Linked DNA regions of Mus musculus: all the other regions are linked to region 1. The links are chromatin contacts, called in public promoter capture Hi-C maps. All regions are on one chromosome and are shown on one strand. Each heading gives the region's core, a stretch centred on a gene start, on an enhancer-like site or on the middle of the called end of the contact. The rest is flanking DNA. Distances are from core to core; before and after follow the strand shown.

The links. Promoter capture Hi-C pulls out the DNA fragments that hold promoters and counts their contacts.
Region 2: a contact with region 1 is called in a promoter capture Hi-C map of pre-B cells, with 2.8 times the contacts expected there. The contact joins the promoter of 2310001K24Rik here to the promoter of Trp53rka in region 1. A contact is called at or near these places in 2 of 39 promoter capture datasets (liver and pre-B cells).
Region 3: a promoter capture Hi-C map of pre-B cells shows a contact between it and region 1, with 4 times the contacts expected there. The contact joins the promoter of Pard6b here to the promoter of Trp53rka in region 1. A contact is called at or near these places in 2 of 39 promoter capture datasets (liver and pre-B cells).

What each region holds. Positions count from the first base shown.
Region 1 is chr2:165,491,062-165,494,736 of GRCm38.p6, reverse strand. It overlaps Trp53rka (transformation related protein 53 regulating kinase A), which reads left to right and starts at 1,423. Exons shown (of 2, transcript NM_001007581.1): 1 at 1,423-1,690; 2 at 3,026-3,675. The coding sequence starts at 1,435. The coding sequence ends at 3,504.
Region 2 is chr2:163,470,730-163,474,228 of GRCm38.p6, reverse strand. It overlaps 2310001K24Rik (RIKEN cDNA 2310001K24 gene), which reads right to left and starts at 1,684. Exons shown (of 1, transcript NR_028122.1): 1 at 1,226-1,684. It overlaps Fitm2 (fat storage-inducing transmembrane protein 2), which reads left to right and starts at 1,600. Exons shown (of 2, transcript NM_173397.4): 1 at 1,600-1,826. The coding sequence starts at 1,654.
Region 3 is chr2:168,079,739-168,083,153 of GRCm38.p6, reverse strand. It overlaps Pard6b (par-6 family cell polarity regulator beta), which reads right to left and starts at 2,150. Exons shown (of 3, transcript NM_021409.2): 1 at 1,795-2,150. The coding sequence starts at 1,860. Gm39990 (a long non-coding RNA gene) reads left to right here and starts at 2,428. Exons shown (of 2, transcript XR_867010.1): 1 at 2,428-2,654; 2 at 3,394-3,415.

The sequences.
Region 1 (3,675 bases), core at 174-2,673:
TGAGGGAGAGATGGAAGCAATACAATCCCTGCCTTGTGAGTAGCTACACAGCAGGAGGGTGGGGGGCTCTGTGTGATGGGAACCACTCTAGCAGGGTAAAGTGTGTTGGGGGGTGGGTGGGTCATCAATCAAGCAGTTGAACGGCCAAAACCAAAGGGAATCTGAAACAGGTCTGGAAAGTAGAAAACCAGGGCTGATAACAGTTGAACTCACTCTCCTCATAGAGGCTAGGAAGGGCTTGTCTGGGGAAGTGACCCTGCAGTGGAGAATAACCTGCAGCTCTAGGTGATATGGAGCTGGACAAACATTTCCCTGCAGAGGAAATAGCAGGTGCAAAGGCTCTGTGCCGAGGGAGCATCATGGAGGATGGGTGGGGATTCTGGAGAGGGGAGGGTTTATAAGGGATGCAGGAGTCCATGGGCCCAGTTAAGGTTTAGGTCTTTCTTCTTAGCACAGTAGGGAGACACTGAAAGGTTTGAAGCCGCTTTAAAGAGCTAAACTCAGCCTGACTTAGCAAGCCTGGCTTTGGTCAGCACCTTTGCACAGTTAGATTTCTAAGGCAAGGGTTCAGATGGGTTTGGTTACCATAGAGACGGCTGGGTGGACACAAACAATTATGATAATGAAGCTACAGACTTGAGCACTGGGGGATATAAACGAACCGGGTTCTGGGTGCGCTTTGCTGGAAAACACATTTTGCCCACACAAAGGGTCTGATTATGAAAAGGGACCTGCCATGAATATGAACGAAACCCAGGGACCACAGAGCCAAGATGCTGGTGCCATAGCAACCCGGGACTCAAGGGCTTCTCTTCTGTATTTTCAACAGAGCCCCAAGGAGCGTGGGGCAGGGACAAGGGGGTCAAAGGCCATGTGAAGAGAGCCCTGTCCACCGGCACCGCGTAATCAGCCTCTTAATTCTGATAAGCCCTCACCCTAGCAGAACCAGGCAGCCTCATTCTGTAGTTGAAGATACCGGATCTGAGAGGGATGGTGCTGGCTGCTGACAGGCTGGTGCCAGGCATCAGGTGGCGTCTCCGGATAGAAAGCTTCGCCTAGTCCCTGCCTCCTTCCCGGCTTAGAGCATGTTTCCATAGACTGAAGTGGGACACGAGTTCAAAGCTAATCTGAGCTACACCGTGAGACTCTGTCTCAAAAAAAAAAAAAAAAAAAAAAAGGTCCCAAAGCCGGAGCATCACCGTGATGAAGAGTGAGAAGCTGTTGGCCTAAAGTTGCTGAGCGCTCACGAAGACAGACAGGGAAGGGCCAAGTCTACAGGTCCTAGAGGCTCCGCTGAGCGCGGAAAGGTCGCGAGGCGGAACCAAACTAGCAGGGTGAAGTGTGTTGTGTGGGGCGGTGTTAATGGCGGAAGAGGCCGGAGGATTTCCGAAGCGAGCGGAAGCGGCGCGGTCAGGGTCGGAAGGAGTCGGAGGCATGGCTGGCACGTCCTCGGAGGCGGAGGCCGAGGCGCTGGCCGCTGCGCGCGAGCGGAGCCGCCTCTTCCTGAGCGGCCTAGAGCTGGTGCAGCAGGGCGCCGAGGCGCGCGTCTTCCGTGGCCGCTTCCAGGGCCGCGCGGCCGTGGTGAAGCACCGCTTCCCGAAGAGCTACCGGCACCCGGAGCTGGAGGCGCGGCTCGGCCGGCGGCGGACAGTGCAGGAGGCGCGCGCGCTGCTCCGCTGCCGCCGTGCGGGTGAGGGGGGCCGGACGGGGCTCCGGGAGACGGGACAGACAGGGCTGCGGGAGACCAGTGGGACGTGAGAGACGGGGCTCCGATTTCTAGGGGACAGGATCAGATGGCAATGCTTAAGGACTCAAGGCGACAGTCAGGACGCCATTCTGTTTGGTTCGCGGGGCTTGTTTAGCGCTCGGGTCCCTCCGTTTCTCATTTCTCTGTTTCTGCTTACCGTCCTTCCCTCTCCATTTGGTGGTCTTAAGCAGTAGGTGTCCTGACAGGCGGGTGGCAGGAGCCGGGCTCTGTGGATTCACATTCTCCCTGCATTGTCTCCCTCGTAGCCATTCAGCGAGTCGTCTAGCCCAGTTACCTTGTATGTCACCGGAATCTCAGGGATATTGTGGTCATTAAAGAAGGCATATGCATCACATGTTCTTATGCTGACATAGTTCAGTAAATGTTTGATTTCATTAAATTGTTATTCTTTTCTTTAAAAAACATCCACACCCCCACAAAACAACAACAACAACAACAACATTACTCCAGAGAAAATGAGACTCAAAGAGGGGAAGTGCCTGAGGTTCCACAGCTACCAGGCAGCCTGTCTGTGGCCCAGAACCACCGAGCCTTTGCTATTTTTCTCTTTAATGGTTTTTAGGTGCCCACTGCCAGGACATTGATAGGTGCCAGGAGCCAGGGGAAATGCAGAAGTGAACAGGCCTGTGCTTTTCTGCCCTAGAGGGGCAATGGAGTTATAAAGAAGTGTTCATATATTCTCCTTTACCTTTTGTAAGTTTTATCAGACATGGGTGGGGGCTACCTTGGTACCCCAGTTTCTAGGAAACTGTTCTGAACTTGGTTGACATTCAGGAGAGACTCCTGGTGTTAACTGGAGGTTTTGTTACCACTTTACAGTTGTGGAGACTGAGGCATAGAGTAGCTAAGGGAACCTTGAGGTTTCACGCCTAATAAGGGATCTGAACCTGCCTGTTCCAGAGCACAGATGAGCCTGTAAGGTGACACCCTGCTTAGCCACTTGCCTGGTGACTGTCAGGTAGAAACTGCCCAGACTGCAGGATGCTTTCCTTCTGGCTTCTTGTTTTGTTTGTTTTTAGGGAGCAGCAATGAATTCCAGTCCTCAGGTGGCTTGAGAAAGGAGGAGCAAGCCTTGATACTTCCAGACTTACCCTGGCCTGGTCTCAGGCCGTAGTCCTGCAGGGCTTTAACAGGGCAAGCTCTGGATAAATTGTATCATTTTCCACAGTAGTCTAAACCCTGTTCCAAAGCTGTCTGCCTGTGCATGAAGCTGGCCTTCATGAAGATGCGTTCCCTAACCACGTGTGTCCATTGCAGGGATAGCTGCCCCAGTCGTCTTCTTTGTGGACTATGCGTCTAACTGCTTATATATGGAAGAAATCGAAGACTCGGTGACTGTTCGGGATTATATCCAATCCACTATGGAGACTGAAAAGGACCCCCAGTGCCTCTTGGACCTGGCCAGGAGGATGGGGCAGGTTCTGGCCGGAATGCACGACCAAGACCTCATTCACGGGGACCTCACCACCTCCAACATGCTCCTGAGGCGGCCCCTGGCGCAGCTGCACATCGTGCTCATCGACTTTGGGCTGAGCTTTGTCTCAGGACTGCCGGAAGATAAAGGCGTCGACCTCTATGTCCTGGAGAAGGCCTTCCTCAGCACGCACCCCCACACCGAGACCGTGTTTGAAGCCTTTCTGAAGAGTTACGGGGCCTCGACCCAGAAGTCCAGTCCAGTGCTGAAGAAGTTAGATGAGGTGCGCCTGAGAGGGCGAAAGCGGTCCATGGTCGGGTAGTGGAGCTGTGGTGAACTGGCTCACGGTGAAGGATGATGTAGACGAGGCTGGACCCCTCAGCAAAGCATGGGTTGTTAAGTGGTCTGTGATCGTGCTGGGCCACCACCATCCATGGCTCACTGTTCTCAGGGGCTTCATGTACATGAGGTTTATTCTAGGCAGAGCTGGGTG
Region 2 (3,499 bases), core at 435-2,934, 2.0 Mb after region 1:
ATTACAGTCAGGTACTACCACACAGAGTTTATGCAGTGCGAGGCATTGAACCCAGGACTTCGTGCACACTAGTCAAGCATCCTACCAACTGAACTACAGTCCCAGCTCCCATGGCACTCCTCACTGTAAATATAACTCGCCGATGCTTACAATGTTATTGATTTTACTGGACATTTGTCTCCACGGTTCACCTGTGATTTCAGTTCAACCACACATTGACAAATGGAGTCACAGCTCAACGAAGACAGGTGATGACAGAACACAGGCCTGATTTGTAGCACTTGCCAATTTCCTTAGTGCAAATACTTCTATTGTGGCTGATTTCAAGCTTCCTGTGTGATATCACAGAAGGGAGAAGAGAGCACAGAGGTGTTCCCGGGAGGCACAATGGATACAGGTAGGCTCAGGCATAGATAAACCAGATGTGATGGGACATGCTTGTAATCCCAGCACCCAAGAGGGAGGCTGAGACAGGAAGACAACACAGGTTCAAAACCAGCCCTCTCTATAAAGTGAGTTCCAGGCCAGCCAGGGTCACGTAAGAGATCCTGTTTCAAAATAGACAAACAAGAACATAAATAATAATAGAACATAGTAAAATAATTAGAAAGTGATGGGTTTGAGTTTTCACCTTGATTTTAAAGTGCTAATCTATAAACTACAGTCACTAAGGAATAACTCATGGTTGGGAAGCCCTGACTTTGACACCTAACATTACGGGCTAGGAGCTTAGCTAAGGGACAAAACTGAGTGACTGAGTCACCAGTACCTCATGTGAGCTCTGCAAACCTTGGGAGCCCAAGATGTTCAGTCAACAACACAGTTGATTCATCCTTTTTTTTTTCAGCTGATTCATTCTTACATTTATTTACTTATCTATTTATCTGTATTTATTTATTTATTTAGTGTGTGTGTGTGTGTGAGAGAGAGAGAAAGAGAGAGAGAGAGAGCAACTTATGGGAGTTGCCTTCCACAATGTGGAGAGAGCAACTTATGGGAGTTGCCTTCCACAATGTGGATCCCAAGGACTGAATCCAGGTTATTTGGTTTGGCAACAAGTGCCCTTACTTGTCTCAAAACCCGAAGTGGCACATGACTTTAATCTCAGTACTCTGGAGGTCAAGTTTAGGGGATCTCTGAGTTCGAGGCCACCCTGGTTATACAGAATGAGTTCCAAGTCAGCCAGGTCTACTTGGAGAAACCCAGTCTGAAAACAAAACAAGTAAATAAGATTTAAATTTATTAATGACTTTGCAAAGAAATTTCATCTGAAAAACCCTATAACTGACCCAATATACGGAACTCCCAAACTAGCTCTTAAGAAAGGTGGGTCTCTTGTTTGTTTTGCAGATAAAGAAAGCGAGAATCCCATCCCACAAACATGAGGGGAGCAGGTTGCCCAGGCAAAGAGCAGCCTGCAGTGATCTCAGCCAGTAGCTTGGGGGCGATGAGTGGAAGCGGCGCAGGTAAATGCAGACCTGCACTCTGCAGAGACCCATCAAGGCCACTAGAGGGAGACACGCCCTCTAGGGGGCGGAGCTTGCAGGAAGCGCGCATGCGCCCAGAGGGGATGTGGTGGTGCCAGCTCGGGCGAAGGGTAAGACGGTGGCCGAGAAGGCTCTGGAAGGCGGACGGTAGCCGAGAAGGACCGGCATGGAGCACCTGGAGCGCTGCGCGTGGTTTCTCCGCGGGACGCTGGTGAGGGCGACGGTGCGGCGCCACCTGCCCTGGGCGCTGGTGGCCGCCATGCTGGCGGGCTCGGTCGTCAAGGAGCTGTCCCCGCTGCCCGAGAGCTACCTCAGCAACAAGCGCAACGTCCTCAACGTGTGAGTGCATCGGGCTCCGGGCCCCCGCGCCCCAAGAAGCCAGTTGGATGCTGGGGCAGGCGAGTCATCGGGAGGGAGCCCTGTCTTGACAGGCGCGTCCGCGCGCGTGTCGCGACACTGGGACCCTGGGAAAGCAAGTGACATTCGCGCCTAGTATGTGAGCATTCCGATAGGAGGATCGAGTCGGTGACGGGTGGGTTATAAGTGACAGTGGGTACATTGGAGCGGCTATTCCCCCGCCCCCAGAGTTAGGCGCTTGCCCCTGTCCTGTTCAGGGAGATGTCACCTTCCTCTTGCCGGCTAGTCAGACACCCCTCTCTTAACCACTGTGGCAAAAATCCCACCGTTGACTTAAAGAACCACCTCTAGACCCACCCACCACCCCAAGAGCTTTTGCCATCCCTGCCCCATGTTAGTAGAAGCAAGCGTGAAACCTTTCACTCTGGTGACCTTTCTCCTGGATCTCCTTGGACTTTCTCAGTACTCTAAAGTGCATGGCAGTCACCCAGGAAAACAACCCCAGCCGATCTCGTTGGGACATCTCTCAAACTCCACTTATTTCTTTCCTAGTCCTTTAGAAACACTTACATCGTAAGTTTATTGCACAACACTCCGTTGGAGCTAGACAGGGAGTTTGGAAGATGAAATTGCTCCATCCATGTGAGCTTAATGCTTCAGACTAGTGAGTGTCTCCAGCTTGTGGACAATCTGCCTCTCTTGTTAATCTACTTCAAACCCGGTTTTCTCTTTTGGGCAACTGAGTCAGGTTTCTGACAGACCTTGGTTTTAACGAGGCTTTCCTTGTCAAGCCTGTGAAGGTTTTAGTAATGGGCCCTTTGGTGGCGTCTGAGAAACTACTGGAACCTAGGGAAGAAGAGCCCTGTCCTTGGCCCACCTTCATCCTTCCCCACTCGTAGTGGCTGGTCTAAGAATAGAGTGTAAGGGTGGTAGTTGTTCCAGATCTCTTTGGTGGGTGTTTTCTGCCCAGATCTCCAGGTCAGCCACCTTTCATGAGCTCAGAGGAGGCAGACATGGCAGATGTTGCTGTATCTGGCCTAATGAACCAGGAGCCCAGCAGCCTGGCACGCCAATTGTTTAGGGGTAGCCATGGATTCTAATGTTTTGTTCCAAGACATGATGCTGATTAATGGGAGGGAACTGGCAGTGACTCACTGGATCTGGAAGAGATTTTAAAAACGGTTTGGTGCCTTTGGCTTTTCTAGCTGAGGGAACTGAGGCCTGAAGATAAATAAGAGTCAGAATCAGGATTCAAACCATGGTCTTGTAGCTTGAACTAAAGCTTGCTCGCTTTCTTTCTTTCTTTTTTTCTTTCTTTCTTCTTTTCTTTCTTTTAAAGATTTATTTAATGTATATGAGTACGTTATAGCTGTCTTCAGACACACCAGAAGAGGGCATCAGATTCCATGACAGATGGTTATGAGCCACCATGTGGTTGTGGGAATTGAACTCAGGACCTCTGGAAGAGCAGTCAGTGCTCTTAACTGCTGAGCTATCTCTCCAGCCGGTAAAGCTCTTCCTTATAAGACTTACCAGCTTTGTAGAATAGAACACTAGTGTGGTCGAACAGACATGAACTTTGGGGCTGTGTAAAGTGTGGCTCAATCTGTTTGCCGTTGTGTATGTGGCCTTGGCAAAGTTCAGTTTTCTGAGCC
Region 3 (3,415 bases), core at 901-3,400, 2.6 Mb before region 1:
CCCTATACTAACAAGTCACTTTATTTGCTGTTGTGCAGAACCCAGCCAGGAAGGGTGTGTTCCTTAAACTATCATACAGTTTTACTCTAAAACAATTATGTGTATGCCGGCAGCTCCGTCTATGTATGCCATGTGTCGGTGCCATGGGAAGCCAGAGCACCAGATGTTCTGGAACTGGAGAGAAGGCTCGGTGGTTAAATGCAACACAGCTCACTCAGAGGCTCTGGGTTTGGGTCAGCGCCCACAAGGTAGCTCACTATTTTAACTTCAGGTCCAGGGGATCCGACTTGACTCCCTCTGGGATTCTGGCTTCCTAGAGCACCAGGCATTCAGGTGGTACACAGACATACAGGCAGGCATTTATACATGTAAAATAGTAAATTTAAAGAAAGTTACAGGTGTGTGTTGCTCGGCAGGGGTGCGGCGAACTGAGCTTGGGTGTCCTGCAAGAGCAGCGTACATTCATAAATGCAGTGCCATCTCTCTAACACCAACAGTCCTGTTATTATTACACAGACCTGTGTTTCAATCTAGTTCCTATCTGATATATAAATTCCTCCCACTCCTCCATTAAGACTGTGTCTGGCACTCTCTAGTTCTAGTCTCAATAGTTAGAGGAGATTACAAACAAAACAACAAAGCAAAAAAACAAAAAGAAAACAAACAAACAAAAATCCCCCCAAATTAAAAGCAAATGTAGATCTGTGATTCTTAGTTACAGAACTTTGCTCTCAAGCCCAGGAACCACAAAGGCTCCAGGTAGCTTTCCTCACTCACCCCACTTCCCGGACCGACATTCCCCCAGGGGTCCCTTAACCACCACGCTTCTTATTTTTGCAGTGGGTGTTCGATACACCGCTCCTTCTGTGTGTCTAGCCACAATTTTGCTCTAAATTCTCACGGTCAGCAATGCCCTCTACCACCGTTTTACAAGTTGCTCAGTAAAAAGCCATCGGCAAGACCTGGTCCTACAGCCGAGTTTGGGGGAAGTCACACCCTTTAAAAGCAGGGTTTCTTATCATTTCAGAACTCTCCGAGAACCAGGCTACATAATCCTGCCCCTCCTGGCCGTTCAAAGTCAGGAGAAGCTTGGCGACATGTTCCGGTGGCTACGGATCACCTTCAGATTCCATCTGAAAAGCCCCTTTTGGAAGACGGCATTCTCCAGCTAATCCCCACGGGCTACTCTGCTCACCCGGCCTTGGGATTGAGGAATCCCACCGACACTGAAGTCACTAACAGAAGACTGGCAGATCCGCCAAGGGGGAAAGCATTCCGAATGAAGAGTCGGAATGAAAACAGCAGCGTCTCAAATTGTCAAGCGCAGCACCAGAGTAAGGCGATAGCGCTAATTTCATAGATTAGACGCATACCAAAGTTAGGGCTGGAAAAAGAGCTCTCCTCCACTCGATGTACCCCCGAGCCCCAATAAAAGGTTATACGAGAAGACAACAAGGTGTTCCGAAAGCCTCTGGCTCGTGCCCGGGGTGAAGGGATCCCCCAAAGTTATCCCATCACCTTGCACTGGAGCGATCCTCATCCCACCCTAAAAGCAAGGCGGGAATATGAAGGATAGAAAACAGGGGCTGTGCTGCGGAGCAGACGCAAACGCCTCACATCGCCGCGCTCCACCAAGTTTCTCTCCTACGTGCTTCGGCCAGCAGCTCGCCCTCCGCCCGCGTTCCCACAGGGGCAGCCGAGGTCCACCATCCCGCCACTCTGCGTCCTCACGGGGCAGCCCCGCGTCGACCATCCCACCGGCCCTCGCCCCCGTTGCCCCGCCCGGCCGCGCACCTTGCTCTTCACCTCCATGGTGCCCAGGCAGCCGCTGCTCGCCCCGTGCCGGTGGCCGCGGTTCATGCTGAGTGCCCGGCCGCCGGCGGCCTCGTCGGGGGCCGGCCCTCGGGAGCGCGGGCGGCGGGGCCGCGGAGCGCGGGCTCGGGACTCGAAGCGCCGCACGGCGCCTCGTCACGGCACCTGCTGAGGTCCTCCCCGCAGCGCAGTGCCGGCTGCTCCGCGGCGGCCTGAGGGTCGGACTGCCAGTGCAGCAGGCGGGGACACCGGTCCCTCCCAGCGAGGCTCGGGGGCGGCGGCGGCCGCGGCGGTGAGGAGAGGGCGGAGCACAGCCCTACAGCCGCCGCAGCCTCCCTTATCCGCTGCCTCCCCCGCGGACGCGCGCCCGCGCGCTCGTGCACCGAGCTGGGCCGCGGCCGCGGCACGTGCGCGCGCTCACCTGCAGCTTCGGCGCGCGGCTTGCGCTCCGCCCACACCCAATGGGAAGCGCGCACCTGCGCCCGCGGCGTCAGCCAATCGGCACGCAGCCTGCGGGGCTCGCGCGGCCCGTGGGCGGGCCTCGTGGTTGGGAAGCCCCGCCCACAGCCCTCGCGATTGGTCCTGCCTTGCGAGGGAGGGGCGGGATCACCTGAAGCTCTGGGGCCTCTCTGGATTGAGCCGGGGGAGCAGTAGGACGCATGCGCCGGCTGTAGAGTTTCCGCCCCGAGAAGGCGATGGGGAAGGCCGGCCGGAAGCGCGAGCGCACCTGGACTGCCGTTCAGGAGGGTGTGTATTTTGCGCATGCGCGCGAGCGTTTTCGCCGGCTGGGTCGGGTCGGGAGCGCCCGTATCTTTAACGCGCCCTAGTCACCTGCTTGGAATGTGTGTACAGCCGTTCCCTTGCCGTGATGATGTGGGGTGACTGGGCATCTGGGGCCCCTCTTCGGCCTGAGCCCCCCCCCATGCTGCGGCTTCTTGGCGGCCCCCTGAAACTATTGTGGAAAGAGTTTCAAGTTTTCCCGCCTCTGCAGCAGTCATTAGAGGGAGAAGCTTGGGGGTCGGGGGTGGGGGGATGTCTAGGCCTGGAAACTGCACTTTCGTCTCAATCAGCGCTTCTCAACCTGTGGGCTCTTGACCCCAGGACGACTCTTCCTCCGGGGTCACCTGAGACCTAAAACACAGATATTTACATTGCGATTCATAACAGTAGCAAAATTACAGTTAAGTAGCTAGGAAAATCATTTTATGGCTGGAGGTCATCAGAATGCGAGGTCACAGCATTAGGAAGGTTGAGAACCACTGCTCTAGATCTTCCCTGTCCCGAGGGTGCCCTGGGTATCAGGAGAGGACCAGGGAGCTGAGGCCTGCGATGGTCCCCACAGGCCCTGGCTCCCTGCGGGCCTCACCATCCGCCCTCTGAGGCTGAAGTCGTCTCTCTGTGGAGCAATTTCTTGCCCGTTTGTTGTTTGCACCAACGCCAGCCTCTGGGCTGTGTTCTGTTCCCCCAGTGACCGAGCTGTGTCCTGGGGTAACAACACCAATTCCTAATCTCTGAGCGCCCCACACTGAGGCTGCTGCCTCTCTCTCTGTTTTGTTTACCCATTGGTCTTGCTGGTGCTAGGAGAAAAGTGAAAGTCTCCCTC